Linked DNA regions of Mus musculus: all the other regions are linked to region 3. Evidence: chromatin contacts called from public HiChIP or PLAC-seq data. All regions are on one chromosome and are shown on one strand. The core of a region is the stretch at or near the end of the contact, and the rest is flanking DNA. Distances in the headings are between cores, read along the strand shown.

What was found. HiChIP or PLAC-seq counts read pairs in DNA pulled down with a chosen protein or histone mark.
Region 1: a contact with region 3 is called in a FOXA1 HiChIP or PLAC-seq map of pancreatic cancer cells. The contact joins the promoter of Hspg2 here to the promoter of Rap1gapos in region 3. A contact is called at or near these places in 2 of 39 promoter capture datasets (liver and stem cell-derived epiblast-like cells), 2 of 484 Hi-C or Micro-C datasets (the G1E-ER4 cell line and cerebellum), 3 of 115 datasets of contacts at active chromatin or transcription factors (embryonic stem cells and pancreatic cancer cells) and 2 of 9 other capture datasets (adipose tissue and liver).
Region 2: a contact with region 3 is called in an H3K4me3 HiChIP or PLAC-seq map of embryonic stem cells, with 8 read pairs. The contact joins the enhancer-like site here to the promoter of Rap1gapos in region 3. A contact is called at or near these places in 8 of 39 promoter capture datasets (the C10 cell line, the HPC-7 cell line, HPC-7-derived erythroid cells and 4 more), 5 of 115 datasets of contacts at active chromatin or transcription factors (embryonic basal ganglia, embryonic stem cells and pancreatic cancer cells) and 2 of 9 other capture datasets (embryonic stem cells and pancreatic islet).

Annotation. Positions count from the first base shown.
Region 1 is chr4:137,467,314-137,470,610 of GRCm38.p6, reverse strand. It overlaps Hspg2 (perlecan (heparan sulfate proteoglycan 2)), which reads right to left and starts at 1,808. Exons shown (of 97, transcript NM_008305.3): 1 at 1,687-1,808. The coding sequence starts at 1,749.
Region 2 is chr4:137,916,427-137,919,495 of GRCm38.p6, reverse strand. All of the region lies in intron 2 of Ece1 (endothelin converting enzyme 1), which reads right to left. Among named protein-coding and RNA genes, the nearest start is that of Gm52683, 9.3 kb to the right of the region's middle. Within about 2 kb of position 1,750, at least 17 of the 459 cell types and tissues checked have an H3K27ac peak or open chromatin away from gene starts, as enhancers often do.
Region 3 is chr4:137,704,918-137,708,263 of GRCm38.p6, reverse strand. It overlaps Rap1gapos (RAP1 GTPase activating protein, opposite strand), which reads left to right and starts at 1,658. Exons shown (of 2, transcript NR_138594.1): 1 at 1,658-1,742. It overlaps Rap1gap (Rap1 GTPase-activating protein), which reads right to left and starts at 797. Exons shown (of 24, transcript NM_001379234.1): 1 at 604-797. The coding sequence starts at 678.

The sequences.
Region 1 (3,297 bases), core at 559-3,058, 240 kb after region 3:
GCTGAGTCCTAGAGGGCAGCGAAGGGCGTGTCCCAACTCACCCAACCCGCCTCAGCCCTACCGAGGGCCAGCATACAATAGCGGTAAGGAAAGTATCTTCCCAATGAATGAGCCTGGGGGACTCCCATGGCTGTCCCGGAATGCTGTTCAATTAAGATTTGGTGAATGAAAAAGAGAATGGGGCAGTGGAGGCAGTCAGGGAATTCCAGTAGAATTCCTCTGGCCCTCCGCAAACAGTTCCACCCTCCACTCCTGCCATTGTGTAGCCCATACATGAGGGAGCCCTTCAGCAGGGGGCAGAGCTGAGGGGAGACCAGGAATAGATAGCATCCCAGGTCTAGGTCATTGCCTTAAGGAAGGGAACATCGGTCTTAGGAGTTACAAGTTCAGGCTGAATGGGGAGCAACCGCAGTGCCCTGCAGTTGAGTGTTGGGGTGAGAGGCCAGACAGAAGGTTAGAGGAGAAGGCTGCTCTGTAGAGGGTGGGGAGGAGAGGTGCTACGTGGGTGTGGCAGAAACAGAAAAGGGTCAAGCCTGGTGGGCGGTTAAGGAGTGACTCAAGAGGGCAGAGGTGATAGAGAGCCAGCCAGGCAAGGACAGAGAAGCAGTCACTGGGTAAACACTGGCCTAGTTGGAAAAGTCACCCTCTTGGCTCCAAGAACAGGGAACAGGGATAGAGACTGTCTAGGAGCACCTGGGCTCTGTGGCTCACCACAGCAGGGCCCAGAGGTACCCCACCCTCATCTTCCACCCTCTGCCTGCCGGGTCCATCAACTCCACCCTGTCCTCCGTGAGGTCACTCAGGTCCTCTGGGCCTCTCCTGCCAAGTGCCTTCCAGGTCTTAGGATTCCTGACTCAAGAGTTCCCTTCTCCTCCTTGTGGCCCCTTGTGAGCTCAGGGTAAGGGCAGAACTGAAGGAGCACACACAGCATCCCACTTGGGAGGTGGTGGAAGAATCCTGGGGACTCTCAGCTGCTCTTGGGCTGGCTTGTAGTAAGCGCTGCACCCAGCACTCATTCCATCCAGGCCCATTCTGCCCTGAGGCTTCCCATTCTGAGTTCCCTTTACCCACGTGGGACTACCTCCCAGAGGTTAACTAGCTCTCTGCAGGTCTCACGGAGGCTCAGTGCAACGCAGTGATTGATTTAGCTTATGGCTTAGAAAACTCCAGGGTCCATGGGGTGCTCCACACAAGGCTTAGTTTTGTTCCAAGTTTTAACTTTTGACTGCCTGATCATAATCTCCCCCCAGAGGATAGCATGGTAAAGTTCCAGCGACGACTGACAGGGTACCCATCACCATGAACTGCCCCTTCTGCCAAGTTGGCAGCAGAAAGGAATACCCTTGTCCTGCCAAGTTCCCACCCTGCTAGAAGTTTCTCCGTCAGCCCCCCCACACGCCAGAACTGCAGGCCGGGCCATGCCCAGAGGCGACTTTGAGCCTGAACAACGTGGCCGGCGACCCTCCGATTTCCACGCTTGCGGGGACGGCCCCTGACCTCCACGCTGGATCCCTGGGACGTCCCCTAGGAAAGCCCCACGCTGCAAGGGTGGCGCTGGCCAGTGCCAGCCCAGGGTCCTTCGCGGGCGCGGCCGTCCCGGGCCAGAGTCCCAGCCGAGCAGCCTCCGGTGGCCCCGCCAAGTTGGCGCGCGCCCCCCGCCCTCGGCCCTCGGTCACGCAAACTCACCGCTAGCAGCCGCGCGTGCAGCAGCAGCCCCAGCAGCAACGAGCCCACTGCCCGCTGCCCCATGGCCCGGCCTCGTTCGCTGGCTCGCTCGGCGCCTCCCGCAGCCACCAGCTCGCTGTCCTGCCGAGTCCTTCGGACTGCTCGCCTCTTTCCCACCCCCCACCCCCCCAACCAACTCCCGTCCCCGCCCTCCCGTGCACGCCCCGCCCCCGGGTCTCCGGCTCCGCCCCCGAGGCGCCAAGTTCAGGAGCCCTAGGCCCCACCTCCAAACATTTAGCCACACCCCACAAGACCAGGTTCCGCCCCCGAGGCAACGCGTCCTGACCATATAGACCACGCCCCTAACAAGACCTGGCCCCGCCCCCTCAGCGGCGGCCCCCGCCTCCTAGCCGCGAGCTAGGCTCTCTGGAGGAGCGGCGCGGCCGACTGTGCCTTTGTCTGGGCCCCAATCCCCCTCGATGTGGGATGAGGCCCAACCGGCTCCACGCCAGACGTGGCTTGGAGTGTGGGATAGGACTGAGACGCCACCTGGCAGGGCCTCGAGCCCTCCGCACACGCCGCTCCTTCACACCACGTGCTCCACACGGAGTGCACAGCAGTTTTCGAGAGAGGGGGATCTCACATGCACTCAGCTGCTCACATCCACTCCATGTACCTGTTTACCTTTTTGTTTACCTTTCTACAGACTCAAGCATCCCAACAAGCTATAAAGTGGCTTTTATTTATTGTGTTTGTTTTCTGTACCTCTGTGTGTGTGTGTGTGTGTGTGTGTGTGTGTGTGTGTGTGTGTGCGCGCGCGCGCGCGCGTGCGCCTACATACATGCCCCAGTGCACATGTGGAGCTCAGAGGTGTTTTGGAAAGTAATGGTCTCCTAGCATGTGGGTTCCGGGATCCAACTCAGGTAACAGAGCTTTGTGGCAAATATCTCTTCCCACTGAGTTCTCTCTCTAGTCTGGATCACACACCAATCACACACCCAGTTCCTCACACATTTTGTGCTAGGGCTTATGTGCTTTTTCACACACTCACCAGCCTATATGTTCTACATTTTTCCTCCACACATTCATCCCAGTGCGTGATACTGGACAAGATGGTGCTCCTACCCCTATGCCACAGACGATCTGAATCACTCATAGACCCACTCTGATTCACATACATCAGTCCCAGAGATGTATCACTTTGTATACCCAGGTTCAGACAAGGCTCTTCCAGAGCCTCAGTCTCAGGTGTTCTTGCCAAGTCACTGGCATTGAGGCAACCCTGCTGCATCCCAGGGGCAGACACACAAGCCTGGAGCTGGGGTGTGTCTTTACCACCTACCCAGGGTCCCCTTTTTTTGACTGAAAATTTCCAGGAAGCCCCAGGCTAATGGGTGGAGAGAAAAATAACTGAAGTATGTGTGTGCCTTTGAGGAAAACCCTTTGAGTGATGATAGAGGGAGAAAAAAATACAAACCCAAGTTTCCATTGTTTCCTGTGAGTTGCTAGGTTCCAGAAAACTCCTAGCAGACTTTGCAGCCAGGAGTTAGGTGGGCTGTGGACAGAAGGAAATGCCCAGTTCACTGAATGGCGCCAGCCCTGTCCGGAAAGTATGTTCTCTGTGATAGGAGC
Region 2 (3,069 bases), core at 501-3,000, 210 kb before region 3:
CACCCTATGGTGGTTGCCAAGTGTGAGAGGTAAAGGTTTCTAACCGTCTCAGCTGTTCAGAGACAGCCTGGGACACGTGCTCCCATAGACACACTTACGTCTACCTCCAGTGTTGGCATAAAGAGGGGCCTGAAGGCCTCCAGCCAGGTGCAGCCTTGGCAGGGCACTGACATCAGTGTCCCTTCATGTGGCTATCCTTCTGCTCCAGGACTTGTCCCAGCCTTTCTTTTCCACCTTGTGGCCTCTCTGGCTGGACGGTCTCGGATCAGTTAACAGAGCCACGGAGACCCTGGTTTAAGAGGCCTCCTTTGCCTGAGGGAGCTCGAGGGAGCAGCTGGGACAGACGGTTCAGCTTTGGGGAAAGCAGGGAAATGCGACTTCATAGGGACACCGAAGTGCTGTGGTGAGGGGGACAGGGAGTCAGCCAGGCGCAGACATCAAGGAGGTGAAGGAGAAGAAAGAGGCGGCAGATAAAAGGAACCTGGAGGGAAACAAATGACTAGCAACCTATATATGCTTGACAGCTGGCCATTTTATTTTATTTTGCGCTGGGCACGTTTGTTCTGTTTCGTTAATTGGCAGGGGAAGCTCCCAAGACCAGGTACTTGTGTGAGCTCCAGAGGAGGCACAGCTTATTGGATTTACTGGGCAGAAGTAACAGAGCACAGTGAGACAAGCATCTCTCTAGACTGCACAGGTTGGGTCCGTGAGGCCCCGCTGCTGCCCCCAGAGAGAAAACAGCCAGGCTGGGACATCACTGTTCTATGTCAAGCCAAGTGTTGAATCTAAACAGATGGCGTCCACTGTGGATTAATTTAGAATTAAGTCAGAATGGAATTAAAAGGTCTCAGTTCCCAGTAAGAAGTGCAAAGGGGATTTGAAAATAGAATCGCTACCCTTTTTGTCATGTTCCCCGTTTGGCTTTCGTTGCTGGGCCAAGCACTTCTGGGTTTCTGGACAAGTCTTGCCTCTGAGGGCAGAGGGGATGAGCAGGAGTTCCCGGGGGCAGGCATTACCTCAAAGCTTTGGGCTGGGACCAGAGGAAGCTGGGCAAATCCCAGGACTGTGGACGGACAGGTCGGGTGGTTTCAGGGTACCACACACTCTGCCCCTTTTCCCTGAGCCCTGACTCCCAAGACCTGGGCCCTGGGGAGAAACCCATGAAATAAAGTGACAAAGAAATGAGGGCATGCTAACCGTAGGAGACCAGGCTGTGGCTACTGAAGGGCAGTAAGTTTAGTGGCGAGCAGTCCAATCCATCTTGAGATGATTGGAAGTGGCTGTTGGTCAAGATACCGGACGGAGCTTATACCCCCAAAGACTTAAAGTCACTTTGGACTCTCAGTCTGCTGGCAGGCTTAGGGAAGGGGCTGGGGAGGAGACAGGGATGCCCTAGGAGGAGAGAGATGAGGAACAGGAAAAGGGATGGAGCTAGAGACAGCAGCAGAAAGGGAGGGACAGAGAGTAGGAGGGAAAACGCAGAGATGTCCAGCCCTGGCAGTTCCCAGGGTTTGCAAAGCACCGGAACAAAGCCCATTATAAGAGGGGATAAATATTCAGTTACAGAAGTGAGCGCCTGGCTCACCTAGGCTTACACCAAAAACAAGTTCTGCAGGTGAGGAGGGGTGCCTGCCCCAGGGCCCAGGAGAAGAGCCAGCAGCGTAGGGGGTGGGAACCAGGCTAAGCAAGCTTTCAGAGGCTAAGGCCCCCAGCAACCTGGCTTCGTGGGGCAACAAACAGGGCTTGTCTGCTAAAGCTCTGGCAGAGAGCCCACCTCTTACAGCCCAGGGGCCCAGCATCATGAGGGCTCTCTACCTCAGACTCAGCCTCTCAGAGCAGGCAGAGCGTGACAGCTGAGCCTCGAAGGGGGCCCCTGGCCTCCATGGGGGTGTCATTTTGGGCAAGTTCCTTCCAGTAAAGTTTCCATGAGGTAGACTTTCGGCTGAGACCACTGAGGTGAGCCCTGAGCAGAGCTATGATGTCTTCCCAACATCGGAGTCCCGCCTGACACCCACCCCTCCATGCCTGACCTTGAAGGCATGGTGACAACCTTTAAGAGGGATCATAGTCTCAGGAAATGTTTGTCTTCCAGAAGGAATAACCAGCTCTCCAGCATGGAGGAGAGATTAGTCGGGACTCTGAGGGGTGCGCAGAGGCAGCCCTGAGCCTGTCTCCCAACTCTAAACACTAGGAAGCTGGAGTGAAGTCCCCAGGTGTGAGTGACCATTTCAGATTCGAGAACCCGCTGCCCAAGAGCCTCACAGCATCGCTGGTGTACAGAGCTAAAGGTCCCTCCTGACATGGGGAAGTTGTCTGAAAGTCTTAAGAGGCTCCGTCCTGGGGCTGGGGAGATGGCTCAGTGATTAAGAGCACTGGCTGCTCTTCCAAAGGTCCTGAGTTTGGGTCCCAGGAACCACATGGTGGCTCACAACCATCTGAGATCTGATGCCCTCTTCTGGGATGTCTGAAGACAGCTACAGTGTACTTACATATAATAAATACATAAATCTTAAAAAAAAAAAGGCTCTGCCCTTCAAATTGCTCTCCAAAGACAGTGCTATGCAGAGGGTGGGAAGGTGAGGGTCTCCGATTTTTGTATCTCAGTTTCCCTGCTGCTCAATTTACCACCCCACCCCACCCCACCCCACCCGCCCCGGAAGTAACCAGAAGTATTTAGTAGATAGCTGTAGCCAGGGTTCCCAGTCTAGCTGCAGGTGGAATCTCCAGTATTTTCTCACAAGCAACTGTAATTGGTATGTGTCTCTGTCCACTGTGTCTGTGCCTATCTGTCTGTGTATGTGTGTCCGTGAGTCTCTGTGTGTGGGTCTCTCTCTCTCAAGTCCATTTTCATACCACCAGACGGACTTTTTTTTTTTTTTAAATCATTATTGCTTCACCTGAATCTTAGCAGCGACTCTGAGAGGTGGGTCAACAACAATAATACATCTTGTAAGGAGGCTGGAGGAGTGAGGTGCTTTTGGGTCTCCAAAGGTCCCGACAGACTGACAGGGCTGCATAGCTTGAAACTGTGTGCTTAGAAGGCCGGAGCGCGGAGCTCGGCAAACAGTG
Region 3 (3,346 bases), core at 409-2,908:
CACCATCCTTTCAGGGTCAGCCAGATAGTCTCTGACCTAAAGAGACCCAGCAAAGGGCTGAGGAAAAGAGGAGGTCCTACTTAAGGTGACCAAACAGCCAGCCACAACGAAACACCACACATGGCTGCACCAGAATCACAACCACATAAACACTGACACATGGCACTGTCACCCAGAGTGTGCACACAGAGCATCAAGTAACACCCACAGTTACAGCCCCACAGGCAACAGCAGACGCCCTGACACATGGCAAAGGAAGGCTGGGAGTGGTGTGGCCAGAAGCCGGGCATCCCACCTGGGGAAGAGCCACCAGAGTCACCCTATGATATCGCTCCATCTGTGTGGAAAAGGCAGCAGGCAGTCCCAACAACAGTTAAACACACACCCAGTGTCACTGCAGCCCATGGCCACAGTGTCCCTACGTCTGACCCAGGGGCAGCTTTGGAAAACACTAGGGTGCTCCGTGTAGTTCGGGTGTCAGTCCAAAAACATACACACCCACCGTGACGGGGTTCAGGCACAGACTGCCAGACTCTGGGTAGTAAGGCTGACTGATGGCCCTGGGTCCCCAGTCGGCCAGGCCGCCCCTGCCAGGGTCCTCACCTGCCAGCCGGCCCCCGCCGGCAACGAGCCCCTCCGCGGACGGCCATGGGGCGCTGGGGGCCGCGGCTGCGCCATCCCGAGCCCCAGCCCCGGCGGCGCTGTAAGCCGGCCCGGCCCGGGGCCCCGTAGCCCGAGCTCTGCGCTCCTGTCCCGCCCGCCGCCGCTCTGCCTTCTCTGGGCTCACCCTGCTGCCGGGCCCGAGGGGGCGGGGCGCCAGGTGCGGGAGGCGCGGAGGAGGGGCGGGGCGGAAGGCCACCACGCCCACTCGCGGGGCGGCCGGGCAAGGGGCCCAGGACACTGCGCCTGCGCGCGGGAAGCCTCAGGCACTTCTGTGAGCAGCTGTGTCTTCCCAGACTGGAGACCCTGCCTCTGGGCTTCAAGGACAAGGTTCTTGGGACAGCTGTGCCCAGGGAATGCAGGAGTACTGGAGATGGTGCTTAAGCACTTTCTTTGCTGGACCCTTTGCGTGTCTCACCAGATCGCCATAACCAAGGAGGTACAAATGTCTTCACTAGAAAATCATATTCCAAGAGGTGCAATAGCTTTTTTTGCTAGAAAACCCCGGGATCCCTGGAAGAGTCTGAAGCTGCAGAGTCTCTGGCACCTCCATTGGCTCAGTTTACCATCTGTAAATTACAAGGCTTCTGAAACGACACCCCCCACCCCCAACTTGACCCTGAAGTCCTTGTGTCTTAGGCTGGTGCAGCCAGTCTGCAGCAGGGACAGACCCCAAGACAGATGCTGGAGAAGTCTGGATGCTCTAGGGGCAGGACTGTCCTCCAGCTAGGGGCGGGGGGCAGATCTCCTACAGCTTCCCAGAAGTGCTGTCTACTACCCTCTGTCCCCAGGGCCAGGGAGCTCCTGAAAGGAAGGCAGGCAGCACTTTCCCTGCCCTCCCAGACCTGGCCCAGGGTCAGGTTTAGACCTAGAGAGCCAGCGGGAACACCAGAGATGTGCATTCCAGACACCGAGTAGCTTTGGCTTTAATAATTAACAACAGCAAATATTGATTTATGCAACCACTTCCAGGCCTGCACACTTCCGGGTACCCAACACAATGCAGCCAGAAGAGCATCTTTTCCTACCGTGGCCCTGGGGGAGGCCAAAGCTGCTCAAATCACCGGCGATATGTAGGCCAGGTAGAGTGGATGCCGCCTGCGTATGTGTCTAGGTCCTTATCTGTGTACATGTGTGTCTCCAAGGCTAGTCGTGGCTCTACGTGACATACTGCATTGCTGTAGCATAGAAGTACCCGTGGGTAGGAAGGGGTGGGTAGGGACGCCTGGGGGGGTATTTACTTTCTATCTCCTTTATGTGTTCATGAGCAAGTCTGAATACACTATAGATATATGTACTTGTGTCTGTCTGTCTGTCTGAATGTGGTCTGGCTCCCAGGTTAGGTATAGGTAGGCCAAGTATGCACATGTATGCAGATTTTACAGTCCCTGAGTACTGCAGAGGGTAGCTCGGTGTCTATTTAAATGTGGCTCCCCAAAGAAAAGAAAATACAACCCCTGCACAGCTCTGGGGACACAGTAATACTGATTATTTCCAAAGCACTTCCAAAGGCGCTGCCCAGTGACGAGCTGGCAAGGTCAATAGAGAAGACACTCTCAGCCATGCAATGGTGACACACACCTTTAGTCCCAGAACTCAGGAGACAGAGGCAGGTAGATCTTTGTGAGTCCAAGGCCAGCCTGGTCTACAGAGTGTGTTCCAGGACAGCCAGCATTACACAAGGAAACCCTGTCTTGAAAAACTAAAGAAGAAGAAGAAAGAGAAGGAGGAGGAGGAGGAGGCAGAGGAGGGGAGGAGCAACAGTAGCAGCAGCAGCTGTCTACTCTATGTTAGAGGTGGGACTTGCCCTTAGGTACAGGGAGGTTACATGCCCCTCAAACTGGTTCCAGTATCATTGTAAATATGTAACAGAATAGGGTATTGAGGAAAACTGGAGAGTATCCCAGGCAGGTTCCCTCAGCTCACCAATAGCCTGCTGGAAATCCAAATGAGTCACTCTGGGAGCTGGTTTCAGTTCACAGAATGGGTCCTAGTCTGGAGGAGGGGTGCACTGTGGGGCTGTGGCGGTCTGAAGCTCACTGTCTGCGCTGCGTTAGCATGATTGGAAAGTGGGAGCCAACTGGGTGGAGGCCAGGAGGCTGAAGGATAGCGGCTTCCTTGGTAACTGAAGGGCCCACCTTGGGCTCTCTGAGCCTCAGGCTCCGAGGATCTGCAACATTAGCCTTCCCTCCAGATGGAAGGGCCAAAACCCAGGCAGGACAAACAACAGTCCCATGGCCAGGGGGAAGCCTCACTCTCAAACCCAGCTGTTCAAGCAAGTGGCTGCCATCAAGTGGCTGTTTCCTGAGGACTACTGTAGCCTTGTCCAGGGCTGTTGCCCTCCAGGGAAGGCAGGAGGTCTCAGGAGCCCTTGTGCTACTGATAGCATCCTTGCTTGGGTTCTCCATGGAGATGGAGGTCCTATGCATAGAAGACATTTCTTGGACCTTCATCCTCCTGGCCTAGGAAAGGTGTCAGTCCTTACTGTAGGGCAGAGCTCTGGGGGAGGTGCCTGGACCCTTCCTGACTGGGCAAACCTAGGGAAGAGCCCTTCACCTCTCTGAACATTTGGATCCTGGTTGAGAACATGCCCTCTTGCCTGAGGTTGATGAAAGGGTCAGGTGGCAAGGTGTGCCATAGCAAGGGGTCATTCCCCTGTACTGGAAAGTTCACAAGCCACACAGGA